Regions from separate parts of the Mus musculus genome. Here region 1 is linked to region 2. A link is a contact called in public promoter capture Hi-C data. All regions are on one chromosome and are shown on one strand. The core of a region is the stretch at or near the end of the contact, and the rest is flanking DNA. Distances in the headings are between cores, read along the strand shown. Region 1 has its middle 51 kb from the start of Gm35917. Region 2 holds the start of Sim1 (single-minded family bHLH transcription factor 1).

Region 1 (6,629 bases), core at 97-2,596, 340 kb after region 2:
GCCAAGATCAAAAAGGCAAGCACAAAGAGGTCCCCTTTCTGTCTCAACATTTGGTGCATGGGCTCCTAGACTGCTTATCCTGAGATCTTTCATGACACAATCTACTGAATCTACTGTCTCTTGGTCCTTCTTATAGACCACATATATCTTTCTGCTTCCCATTTTTAATTATCCTATTATTTAACTACTATAGTTGAAGAATGGAAAAATCAATGCGGTGCACTCATGTGTGACTATATATATGTATATGTATATATATATATATGTACATATATATATATATGCATGTGTGAGCACATGTGTGAGTGTGAGCTCATTTGTGTGTGTGTGTACACATGAAGAATGAAGAATTTTAGCTATTAACAAAAAGTACTCAAGACAGACTGTTCAGTAAAGAAAATATTTATTGCCACTTTATTCACTATACCAAAGAATTGGGATCAACCTCATTATAGATTGAAATATAATAAAACTCTCTAAATAAAACTGAAATTTAAAAGTTTGTGGCTAAGTATATCCACTTAGGACTTAGGACATATAATATTACACAAGATTACACAATCTCAGAAAGAAATAAGCTTCGTGTTCTCTCTCATATGTGGAATATAGTCAATAATATATGCATATATGTAAACAAGTGTAGAACAGTTTAGGAAGAATAGAGAACAAGAAATGCTAAATATAAGGGTATGAGGAAGGACTGAATGCTGGTAGTATATGTGAATATATATGCTTTTCTAATTCTTATTCTATCATGGGTTTTTGGGAGGTTGGTAGATAAGGGTATAAATTTAATTATCACAGCATTCTAGGTTGAATACCAGTTCTAACTGTACACAAGTTCATCATGCTGTATTGGATTAGTAGATTTTTGTGTGTATTTGGGTCTGGTGAATTTCGGTGTGTGATATTTTTATTTATTTTCAAGAATTTTTTTATACTGAAGAAAAAGAAAATATCTTCCACGTTAAAAAAAAAAAACCCACTTCCTTACGATGTGTTATGCATAGATGATTCTATAAATGATCTTACAAAGGAAAAAGCCACAAAACAAGGTTTTCCCACCTGCTTTCCCAGTGATTGGGTGAACCATTTATTCAATTGATTGTACTCTCTTGGATTCCCTAAGTGGAAACCACTTTGCTCACTTTCTCTCTTAATCCTTTCGCTTTTAAGAAACCTTTTTTCCCCCTTTGCCTCAGGGAAGCTGAACCGATTAGTCTAAATTCTCCAGCGTTATTTGTAGACTGGAAAGGTCTCCCTAGGCCCAGAGGCAGCATGTTAGCCAGAGCAGCAGTGAGGCCAGGCAAGCCGGGCTCCCGCAGAGTGGAGCGACAGGCTGTGGCCTCACCAGGCACAGGCAGGTTGCAGCTGACAAAACAGCTAACAGGGCTGCCCAGGCCTGGAGGGAGGAGGGGGTGAACCTGTCAATCACCCCCACAGAAGCACAGGCAAGAATTATTATATGTGAAGGAGATTTGTCAGTTCCAAGATGTTAAGGTGAACCAAGGTTGAGTTTGCCTGAGGTTAAAGCACTTAACGCCTGAAGGGCCACAGCCCTAACCCCACCTCTACCCCACCCCCAACCTCTCCTTGCAGTGTGCACTTGGTGGTTTCAGTTTTGTATATAAGTAGCAATTCAGAACTATCAGGAATACCTAGTGACATTTTCATGAGAACTGCTTTTCTCTTTGATTAAAATTGATAGAATCCAATAATCAGAGATGACAATCTTCTTAGATCCATTCCTCTGTGATAAGTGCTTTGAATGAAAAGCACTGTCTCTTTCTAAATGACTGTATATCAACAAAGTCCAAGACACATGAAATTAACTATTGCTAGTCAAATACGGTGATGGTTCCTGAAACTATGACATCAGCAGCTTTAGGGTTGATAGATTCTCCCAGACTCTCTACCACAAGGCAGGATTTCATAGGTCAAGAATGACTGGTATCTAGCCTAAGCTCTGATGGCATATGGTGGTGTAGTGAAATTGTGATCCATGTAGCCAGAATAATTCATGTAGTCATCAATCACTGTATCCCTGTTAAGAAACACCGTATCAGCAGTAAAATTCTAATTAAATTTTTACATTCATCAAAAAGCTTCAAGAGGGCCATTAAAGAATATTGAACATCTTACGACTGTAAGACAGGTGTCTATAATGCTATAAACCTCCATCAGAGTGTTGCTGCTTGATTCTCCTGACAGAATTCTACTTTTTTGTACTGTGATTAATTTCACATTTAATTGATGGCACCATAAATATTTCTCAAACAAGACCCAGCTGGATGGCTGTCAAACCAGCTGGATGGTTGTTGGTGATAATGACTATTATTGAAAGGCAAGTTTTCTGCTTTTTTTTCTCCTATGTTGACATGGAAGAAGACAAGAGAGTGACAGGTGAGAGAGAAAATTTCCCTGTCCAATTCATTCAGGGAATTATGAAAGTGTCACTGGGAAAGGAACAGAAACTTTAAGGGACTTGTCACAAGGAGTTATGAAAGTTTATAACATCTTAGTCGTCTAAGTGTGAATCCCCTAACCAAAATTTGTTTATTTATTTTATTTCTAAATTGTCTCATGTTAACTACTTTTCTCTTACTTGATACTGGTTAGTAGTCATTTCCATCAGTTTGAAGATAGTTGTGTTTTATAAGACCATAGTTTCCCTTACCTTTATAGAGTTTCTTTTGCCTGCATAAAAATTTATAGATCCTTGTTTGATTGGAGTTACAAGGTATCTTCTTTTGCCCATTTTACCCCCAGAGGACTCACCTTCCCATAAAGAGAAAATGTCATTCTCTGGTCTTCAACCAAAGGTGACTTTGGTTGGTTGCAATAGATGTCTCAAAAGGTATCCTGTGGTGGAATGATGGTTAATGAAGATAAAATGCAGAGGTGGACAGTTGCCAGAAGCATGCATACATGATGTGGCTTACAAGAAGATAAATGGCTGTAATAAAAGGTATTTAATTGAAGGGTCAAAACAAAATATGTGATATGAAAGTGGGAGACATTAGGAATCCTTATTTTAAACAGGATAGGGGATGAGTTAAGTTTGGCAAGGGGAGGGTGTCAGCCGAAACAAAGCACATATGAAACACCATATAGATAGAATTCAAATACTTTATAAGCTAACTATAAAATACAAGTTTTGAAAGCATGAAAAAAGATGTTTATCTTAGTGTTCTAGTCCTATGAAGAAACTCCAGTGGTGGGTTAGAGCATTATAGACACCTGTCTTACAGTTGTAAATGTCCAATATTCTTTAACAGCCCTCTAGAACATTTTTGAAGCTTTTTCATGAATGTAAAAAATTAATTGAAAGAATTTTACTGCTGATGAAGATCACCTTGCATGAACAAAGCAAGTTATGAAAGAAAGCCCTTACTTGGGGCTTGCTTACAGATTGAGAGATTTAGTTCATTATCTTCATGACAAGAAGCATGACAGCATGTAGGCAGACATGGTGCTAGAGAGGTAACTGAGAATTCTACATTTTGGATCCACAGGAAGCAGGAGAATGAGAAACTGGACCTGGTTTGGGTTTCTGAAAGTCCAAAGCCTATTCCTAGTGACACACTTCCTCCAACAAGGACATACACACACACGCACACACAAACACACACACACACACACACACACAGAGAGAGAGAGAGAGAGAGAGAGAGAGAGAGAGAGAGAAAGAGAGAGACTCCAACAACAACACATCTCCTAATTCCTGTCAAATAGCACCACCCAGTACCACTTCCTAATGACTAAGCATTCAAATAAGCCTATGAAGTCTATTCCTATTCAAAACACTTAATAGTGTTGGATCTCTTTCACAGGGTAGGTTTCAAGTTGGGCCAGTCATTGGTTGGCCATTGTAATGCCTGATGTTTGTATTTTGATGCTAATTTGGGGCTCCTAAAACCTAGAATCTGTGTGTAGCCTTTGGGACCTTGTTCCTAAGTTAATTCTGATTTGGTGAATAAAGATGCCAACAGCCAGTACTGGGGGGAAGAGATAAAGTTAGAGTTAAGGTGTGGCAGGCTTGGAAGGAGAGAGAAGCCACCAGAGAATAGAAGAATATGCAGGAGAGGAGAAAGTTTAGCTGAGCCATAAAAAATGTGGTCCTGTAGGCTGGCCAGTTGGAGCTAAGAGCAGCCCAGATGAAACATAAAACATATAAAGTGATAATTTTTGTTATCGTCAGGAAGGTAGATTATAGCAGCATAGAGGATCGGCAGCTGAACAGCTATTGTGCTGCCTAAGGAATATTAAAAAATATAAAAGCTGTGAGTGTCTTTCACCTGAGAATATAAATGGTCAAAGGAGGGAAAGAAACCCTGTGCCAGGATTTTTAAATATTTAAATAAAAATTACTATAGGGCTCTCCAGCAGCCGAGCAAGATGCCCAAAGGGAAGAAGGCCAAGGGGAAGAAGGTGGCCCCGGCCCCTGCCATTGTCAAGAAGCAGGAGACCAAGAAGGTAGTCAACCCTCTGTTCGAGAAGAGGCCCAAGAACTTCGGCACTGGACAGGACATCCAGCTCAAAAGAGATTTAACGCGCTTCATCAAATGGCCCCGCTACATCAGGCTGCAGCGGCAAAGAGCCATCCTCTACAAGCGGCTCAAAGTCCCTCCTGCCATTAACCAGTTCACCCAGGCGCTGCACAGGCAGACAGCTACTCAGCTGCTTAAGCTTGTCCACAAGTACAGGCCAGAGACAAAGCAAGAGAAGAAGCAAAGGCTACTGGCCGGTGCTGAGAAGAAAGCTGCTGGCAAAGGTGATGTCCCAACTAAGAGACCACCTGTCCTCTGAGCAGGAGTCAATACAGTCACCACCTTGGTGGCGAACAAGAAGGCTCAGCTGGTGGTGATTGCCCATGACGTAGACCCCATTGAGCTGGTGGTTTTCCTACCTGCCCTGTGTCGAAAGATGGGGGTGCCCTACTGCATCATCAAGGGAAAGGCCAGGCTGGGGCACCTGGTCCACAGGAAGACATGCACCACTGTTGCCTTCATACAGGTTAACTCGGAAGACAAGGGTGCTCTGGCTAAGCTGGTGGAAGCTATTAGGCCCAATTATAATGAGAGATATGACGAGATCCGTCGCCACTGGGGAGGCAACGTCCTGGGTCCTAAGTCTGTGGCTCGCATTGCCAAGCTGGAAAAAGCAAAGGCTAAAGAACTCACCACTAAATTGGGTTGAATGTACATTAAGTTTTCTGTACCTAAATATAATTACAAAATTAAAAAAAAATTACTATAGGTCATTCCCTCAATCTCTGTTCCATCTTTATACCTGCACATATTATAAGCAGCACAAATTTTGAGTGGAAGGTTTGTGGGTTGTCAGTGCCCCCCACCCCCGTTTATTGGAAGTTCTGCTTGGATACAGAAGGTGACAACTTTAGTCTCCGTATACCCAGCTGCTCAGAGTCTCAGCTAGTGTCACCACACAGACTCAAAGAGCCTTCCCAGTTCTAGATATCCAGCTTATCCTAGGAATGTGTCCCCACCAATTTCAATTCTCTCTCCCATCCCTCTACTTCTCCCCAACTGCTCTCCCATGCCTGATACTCACTTCTGTGCCCCTCCCCATGCCCTCTTCCAACCAGTTCCCTCCTTTCATTTACTTCCAATTTCTATTTTACATCCACTTCTGAGTGAGATTCAAGCCCCCTTAGGCCCTCGCTGTTGTTTAGCTTTTTTGGGGTCTCTGGATTGTAGCATGATTATCTTATACTCTATGGCTATTATCCACTTATAAGTGAGTACATACCTTGTATGTCTTTCTGAGTCTGGGTTACCTCACTCAGCATATTTTCTAGTTCCATCCATTTGCTTGCAAATTTCATGATGTCTTTTTTTAATAGCTGAGTAGTATTCCATTGTGTAAATGTACCACATATTGTTTATCCATCCTTCATTTGAGAAACATCTAGGTTGTTTCCCATGATTTTTATGTCTATAGTTCCTGTTCTCTAGGTTTTCCATCTCCAGGATTTTTTCAGTTTGGGCTTTCCTTATTGCTTCTGCTTCCATTGTTAGTTCTTGAATAGTTTTATTCATTTCTTTTACCAGTTTGATTGTATTTTCCTTTATTTCTTTAAGGGATTTATTCATTTTCTCTTTAAAGGCCTCTATCAGTTTTCTATAATTCTATTTACGATCTTCTTGAGCTTTGAATGTATTAGGATATCTAAGACTTACTGTAGTCAGATAACTGGCTTCTTTTGGTGCCATATTGCGCTGGTTTCTGGTTAATTTTGTTCTTATGCTGCCTCTTGGCCATCTCATTGTCCCTGGTGTTGGCTGGATGTTCCTGACTCAGGAAGGACCTCTTGGGGAATCAGGCAGAGCTATGGGACTCTACAATGGAGCTCAGGGAACAGCAGGCTGCTCATTTTTTGCTGTTTGTGTCCTAGGTGGATCTAAATGTTCTTGGGGCCCTGCAGATCTCTTTGGAACGGCAGACCCAACCATGGGCTAGACAATGGAGGTCAGGGGACAGCATACAGGTTTCCTCTTCTGTGTCCCAGGTGGATAAGGAAGGCAGGGCATTAGGAGGATGGGGTTAAATCTAGATGTTGGTTGGGCCCTTCAGACCTCCTTGGTGGTTAGCAGGCAGAACTGTGG
Region 2 (6,526 bases), core at 3,267-5,766:
TTGCATGCATCGTTCTGGTTTTTCAAGTTGGTGTTATTTTCCAGTTTGTAGTCAGTGAACTAAACAGCTTTCTGATATTTCAAAGGTCAATTAAAGCAGATACATGAGTAACAATTCAGGAAACTATCTATTTCATCTCTTTATTTCCCTCTTCCACCCTCCCTGTCCATTCTCAATGATTCCTGATTAGAGAAGCAACATTTACTGTAGCATTTAAAATATTAATTTCAACTGTTTTGGGAGGTTTCTTTTTTTTTTATCTTTCTTTCATTTTTTTTTAATGACAGGCTTGTCCCATGAGAGGGACAAAGAGTCCTTCAAAAATATAGCAACTTCAGCAGCGCTGTATCAATCTACCTGTAAGTCCGAGATAGAACTAAAATCAGCTTGTGTCCGTGAAAAAAAAATGTTAGCATTTCTGAAGACCTTAGTATTTTCCTAAACTGTTCTGTGGTAGATAGTTGTACCCTGCATATAACTCATTCTGATTCGTGTGGCCATCTTTAGATGTTGTATCGATTATAAATAAGCCTTTCATCATAATCTTGCCATTAATTAAAATCCATATCTATGTTCTTTGTACATCTGGGAAGATGGAACCTGTACTCACATTAATAACAGTGCATGTATGTAACAGTGCATGTGTATCTATGGCAGTCTGACAGGAATCCTAAGATTGAGTTCTAGGATGTTCAAATGACTGTGGCCGCTAAGGCTTAGGGGGAGGAGGCACGAAAGAAGTCTGTGCCAGAGCAGGAGTTAGCACTTCAAGGCAGGTCCGGACTGCTGCGCTGAAATCCACCTTAGTAACTTTTTCCTGGGATTCCCTCTCTCTGGCGTTCACTTCTTGTACAATCCTAGATTTGGGGTCTCTACTTAGGACTTTTTTCTGAGATCAAGAAAGGTTAGCCTGTCCTCCTTGTCAAGGCTCCTTCCTGGCTTTCAGCACTTGGCTCCATCAATTCCTGAATCCACCCGGGGATCCTACTGTGCCTACACGGACGCGGTCATTGTGTCAGCTAAGGAAGCCAGAGAGCCTGCCACGCCCCCACTCCAGGATCCAGCCAGCCAGCCAGCCAGCTTCCCAGCACTTCTGGAGAGAGAGACTCCCAGAAGAAGGCTGTTAGACCTCTTGGGTCAGGAAAAGAGGGGGTTAGTGCCTTTTTGGCTTTGAGGTGGATGCCCCTGAAGTCTCCGTGCTCTGGGAGGCCACTAGACGGCTTGGCACTGGTGGCTCCTGTTTGCGGGACTCTTCCCTCTTGGAAAAGTAGTTAGGGCTAGCACTCAGACTCAGGAAACTTGTTTCCCACGCCGGAGGCAAGCGTGAACACGTGGATAACAGTCGAGGTTCGGGTTCCCAGCTGGTGTCCCGGGCTGTCAGGGAGCGCGGGCAGTCTGGGCGGACGGGGTTCAGGTGTCTGACATGGAAGACAAGAAGGCCAGTTCCAGCTCCAACCTGAGCGCAAAGATTAGAAAAACAGGTGTTTCATTGCCTGGCTAATTCAGTATTTCAGTAAAGGAAGCTCTGCTAGTTATCTGCTGAAGATTTAGCGAGGGGCGGTCACCTCTCGGCCAGGCATTAACTATATTAAAGAAGGTCTCCTGGCTTGGTGAACAGCAGAGCCTCTGGGGGAGGAACTTGTCGGGATCCTTATACAGATGTTTTGTCCTCACGACTTCCACCTTCATTTTGTCTGTCTTTGCACTGAGGCAAAATGCCCAGTACCTCTTCAAAGGCATCTGCTGGAAAAGCCTGACTTGCGCCGCAGACTTCTCCACCAACCCCCACAGAAGGTAGGATCAGGTTTCAGATCCCAGAGAGGCACTTCCACAGCCTGCGCTTCGTTTGAAGTAGAGATGGGGTGTGAAGTAAAGGCAGGCTGCACAAATCCTGTCCAGGGCACAGTCGGAACAGAAAACCACTGCTTAACCTTAAGGTACCTACCACTGTTTAGTTTTGTGGCTGCTCTCATCCTCAGTTCTGTGCAGTTTATTGGAAAAGGGAGTCACGAAAGGTTTTTCATTCACCGCTGCTACCGCCGCCGCCGCTGTCACTACCACAATTACCACCACCACCCCAATAAGAAACTTGATGTTATCTGGTCTTTTTGGAGTCTTGATGAGAGCCACAGGATACCTCTACCTCCCACGGACAGTGTATCATTAGATGGACTACGATAGAGCCCACCCAGAGTTAGGCCTCTAAGTGGCCACAACCACTGAGGAAACCACTCCTTTCTGGATTATAACCCTGTTAGGTGGTTCCAGTTTTGAAACACCTACACAGTCTTAGTTTAGTTCTTTTCCTTTCCTTTTTCCAGGTGCCGCTCGGATGTGTAATTATTCCCCATACCCCCAGAATGTTTCCCATTGTCCTAGGAGCTCCCAATGTCCTTACTGCCATTGGGAGGCGGGGGATCAAGGAGGAGACAGATGTCTTATTTTTCAATGAACATTCTTAAAGGTGAGCCATGTATCAGGATGGCACACGACTCTTCAAAGAAATTATTTTCTCAGAGGCAAAAGGAGGAGCAGGGCGCTTGGTTTCTGGTGCACTGCTGATTTCTAAGGCCCGGGATGAAGTCTGTAAGCTTTCATTGTCTTAAGGGAAACTTAGCCTTTTTTTCATCGCGATCTGCTGCCCTCTGATGAGATGACTGGAAGAGAAAGCGCTTAGAACAGGAGGGTCTCTAAACTAGAGTTTTCCCCAGAAACAGTACTTTGAGAACAGTTCGTCTGAGAACTGTTGGGGAACGTTACAGGTTCACTCAGTTATTGTGTCCTCTCTAGAAGGAATATTCGTGCTGGTCTTTTTGTTTCTCGAAATAAAGTCCGCAGAGTTGCCCAACAGTTTAGATAATAACTCTGTAAGACGTCTAATATGTCAGTTGTTCCAACACTCTAGGCTTCTTCTATCACATCCTTCTTCTGACTGACTACCCACTAGCTGGTTCCCATAGGAAACTGCCCAGCAGACCTAGTCATCTTGCATCAGTCACAAACCCGAATCATTTCGAAAACGTTGCCCTTTTTGGAATAAAGGCGGGCATTTATTTCATCTAGCGATGAATTTTGTCACAGTGGTGTCAGGATAAAAAATAAGTCCAGCGTCGTTCTCCCTCACCCAGTCCTGCAGGCGTGAGGCGCGCAGCCGTGGGGAAATCCTGGCCACTGTCTGGGATGCTATTCGCACGCGTTCCTGGAGCCTCGGCTAGCCAGCCCCCGCAAGGCCGCACGCTGTGCGCAGACACCCGAGTCTAGGGAGCGCGAGTGTCACTCGGCACGCCGAAGACCTCGGGGTTTGGAGCGGCGGCGGCAGCGGGGCAGCGGCGACCCCGCGCCCGGGGCTCATTAGGAGCGGAGCTGCCAGGCTCACTGTAGGACCCGAGCCGCGAGCCCAGTCGCGTGGGGGGGGGGGGGGAGGAGGAGCAGGGAGCATGCTCGTCACTCACCCCGATTGGCCAATGAGCGCCGCGTCTTGGTTGCCTATGACCAATAGGAAGAGAGAAAATTTGTGAGTGGCGTTTGAGAAGGGCGGGAGAAAGGGAACCTGGGAGCGAAGTTGAAGCTAAACCCGGTAAGCTATAAAGAAGTTACAGGGGGGCGCTTTGGGCTCCCAATTAGGAACAGTACCGGCTCCCAACACTACGGAGGACTCGGACTCGGAAAACACCTCTCCTGTCCCCAGCCTGTGTTCTCCTCCCGCTGCTACCTACCCCTCCCCCATTCATGCCCATGGGAAGGTGGCCCAGGCACACTCTGCGGGCTGCGGGTGACAGCCGGGAGGCTGCCGCTGAGGCTCCGCAAGCGCGCAGGCTTGAAAGCAGTTAGGGGGCGGGAGCCTTAGCAGCCTCCGCGGCTCTCGAGGACGTAAGGTAGGTGAGGAGCCAAGAGCTCCAGGTGATGCCTACGAGGGGCTGTCGCGCGTGCCACCTGTTAACTCTGCGCTGCGGTGCCCTGTGTGCAACTGCGGGAGTCCCCGGGGGTTTGATGCATAAGCAGCACTTCTCCAGGAACCCCTCAGACGTGAACCCCGCCGGGGAGAGGCAGCCGGAGTCCGGGGCAGTGGAGGAATTCTGCACGGCTGGATAGCCTGGCTTGGCGCGCACGGCCGGCCGAGCTCTCCGCAGACGCGCATTTAGCCGTCGGTGCTACATCCCGGCCGCGGCGAGCGGAAGCCCAGCCTGTCCCGGGACCGACCTGCCCAAGTTTTAAATACCCAGGGCTGTGACGAGCAGAGTATGAGCGCAGAGGCCCTTTGGGGCCCGGTTGGCTGAATTATAGTGGGTTTGAGTTTAGCCACAGATGTCTTATTCCTTGGTGTTCTTGTCTTCGTAGTGATCTGAAAGAAGTTACCCGCGATTCCTGTTTCCTACAAACCAGCTCAGAACCAGAGGAGTTGGAAAACAAACGTCGGGTATTATTATGTCGATTTCCCAAGGACCCGGGTTCTTACCGCGGATCAGATGAAAAGGTTGGCTCCTCGGGAGTCCTTCCAGCATTTTATACTTAGAGTCCCAAAGGATTGCCCGGATTTGCCGTGAACCAGCAGCTTTCTTTTATACTTACACCTCACGTTTTCAAGAAAGTATTTTGTTTGCCGCATTGCCCTGTCCATCATTCGTGTCTTCCCGGAGCAAACTTCAGCCTCCTGTTTAAAGTTATGTTTTTACCGAGTGTGATCTCTAATTGAAAGTTAACTTTTGGTTTTGGATGAGTCTGTGGAGTTTACGTTGTAAGAAGAAAGGGAGCCCGAGACACGATGAAAGAAAAGTCTAAAAATGCTGCCCGAACGAGGAGGGAGAAAGAAAACAGTGAATTTTATGAACTGGCTAAATTACTGCCTTTACCCTCAGCCATCACCTCCCAACTGGACAAAGCATCCATCATCAGACTCACGACCAGCTATCTCAAAATGAGAGTGGTCTTTCCAGAAGGTAAGCGTCTGTGCCTAGATTGAATTTCGAAGGAGTAAACCTACCCCAGCAGCACAGAAATGTACTTGTGTTTACCGGCGTGGGTTACATTCTCTGAAAAGGGAAATTTAACCAAGCTATTTGATCAGTCAGCGCCAAAGGGCTTTCCCTGCCTTTCTTAGTCTTTCTCTTCTTCCCCGTATTTCTCTCTCCAACACATTCGATATATTTGGTTGGGAAATAACCCAATAGTGCTTTTATCAACATTTGGCTCAGTTGAAAGCACGGCTAATCCAAACATGACTTTCCTTTTTGTTCCTCTAGTCAGACATGTATCCAATAGAAATCAGGAGTACTGCCCAATTGCTTATTTTTGCTAGGTATAGATTAGATGTATAAACATAGTGCTAGGTAAGCTAGATAATAATTTATCAAAAGGGCCACAATTCCGCGAGGGCAGGCGTGTGTGTGCGAACAGTATGCCTGGACTCCGCCAGTCTCTTGGCTGTTTATAGTAAATTGGTTCTCATTTTTTAAGATGTCCAGAGATTCTTAAATCGGAGCTTTGTGAGTTGCATTTCTGGCCTTGGCGTTATCTGTAAAATCATAAATTTGTCTCAAAATAGTCAAGATTTGAGGAAAGTAGAGCAGACAGAAATGTATCCTCAGTGGTGGCTGACAAATCGAGACAAACTCTCATAGGGCCTAGAAGTTAGAATACCAGCAGCAGATAGGATTGTAAGTTGGAATTTCAGTTACTAATACTCATTGTGAGAGGAAGAGCGGACTTCCCAGAGCATAGTCTTGTGTGAACTCATATCTACTTAGTAGGAAACGTGAATACTCTCCAGGGAAGGAGCTCTTTGATCTCCCATTTGCTCACCCTTCCTCAACCAAATAACAAACAGAATAGAAAAATATTTTGTTAGGGGAGGAAGTTTTAAGAATGTAAAAGAATGATTACTAGACAAACAAAACTTCTAGAGAAAGAAGTTTGTTTATTTACAAATGAGACAAATGAGAACTTCTTTTTGACCTGTTGTTGGTTTTGGGTGTTTGAGGGATCTTATTTTTTGATGGGGGGGGCTAGTTTTTGCTGGGAATGAAGTTTTCCTTCACTTGGTGTTTGTTCAAAACTTGCAAAAGGGCTGCAAACTAGCCAGGGCTACCACACAAACCTTCTAAATAGTTTATTTCTATCATCAAACCCATCAGTAGTATTATATAGTTAGTTCCTTGAACATCTCTTTTCATTCTGAAATCCAGGGAGGAGAGAAATTACAGTTTAGAATAGCGAGAAAGTTTTTTTTTCTTTTGTCTTGGTTTGTTTTTTAGGAGAAAGGAGAAAGGCTGTAAAAACTAAAAATCACACTTCTGACCCAAACTGTACTGAGACTTGCTGATGGGAGAATCACCATTATACCACACTGCCTTCTGCTTAAAAAAGAGATCTCTCTGTCTTTTATACTGTCAGCGCCTACTTTATAAAAATAAAGCTATTTCGAACTCCGCTGTTGCGCTGTTCCTAACAGGATTATTAGCAGTGATTTGTCAGCTACTGCGGTCTCAGTGGGCTCCCTTTCTGCGTGATTTCTAGTGGGTCTCGTCAA

Evidence for each region. Promoter capture Hi-C pulls out the DNA fragments that hold promoters and counts their contacts.
Region 1: a promoter capture Hi-C map of second pharyngeal arch cranial neural crest shows a contact between it and region 2. The contact joins the enhancer-like site here to the promoter of Sim1 in region 2. A contact is called at or near these places in 11 of 39 promoter capture datasets (the 3T3-L1 cell line, 3T3-L1-derived adipocytes, the C10 cell line and 6 more), 2 of 484 Hi-C or Micro-C datasets (embryonic stem cells and nephron progenitors) and 12 of 115 datasets of contacts at active chromatin or transcription factors (embryonic basal ganglia, embryonic forebrain, embryonic hindbrain and 5 more).

What each region holds. Positions count from the first base shown.
Region 1 is chr10:51,234,430-51,241,058 of GRCm38.p6, forward strand. It overlaps the pseudogene Gm5040. Among named protein-coding and RNA genes, the nearest start is that of Gm35917, 51 kb to the left of the region's middle. Within about 2 kb of position 1,347, at least 29 of the 459 cell types and tissues checked have an H3K27ac peak or open chromatin away from gene starts, as enhancers often do. A contact at or near this core is called in embryonic basal ganglia, neural tube and second pharyngeal arch cranial neural crest, where this site is marked.
Region 2 is chr10:50,891,135-50,897,660 of GRCm38.p6, forward strand. It overlaps Sim1 (single-minded family bHLH transcription factor 1), which reads left to right and starts at 4,517. Exons shown (of 11, transcript NM_011376.3): 1 at 4,517-4,937. The coding sequence starts at 4,763. It overlaps A230054N11Rik (a long non-coding RNA gene), which reads right to left and starts at 3,400. Exons shown (of 2, transcript XR_871640.2): 1 at 1,946-3,400; 2 at 1-1,456.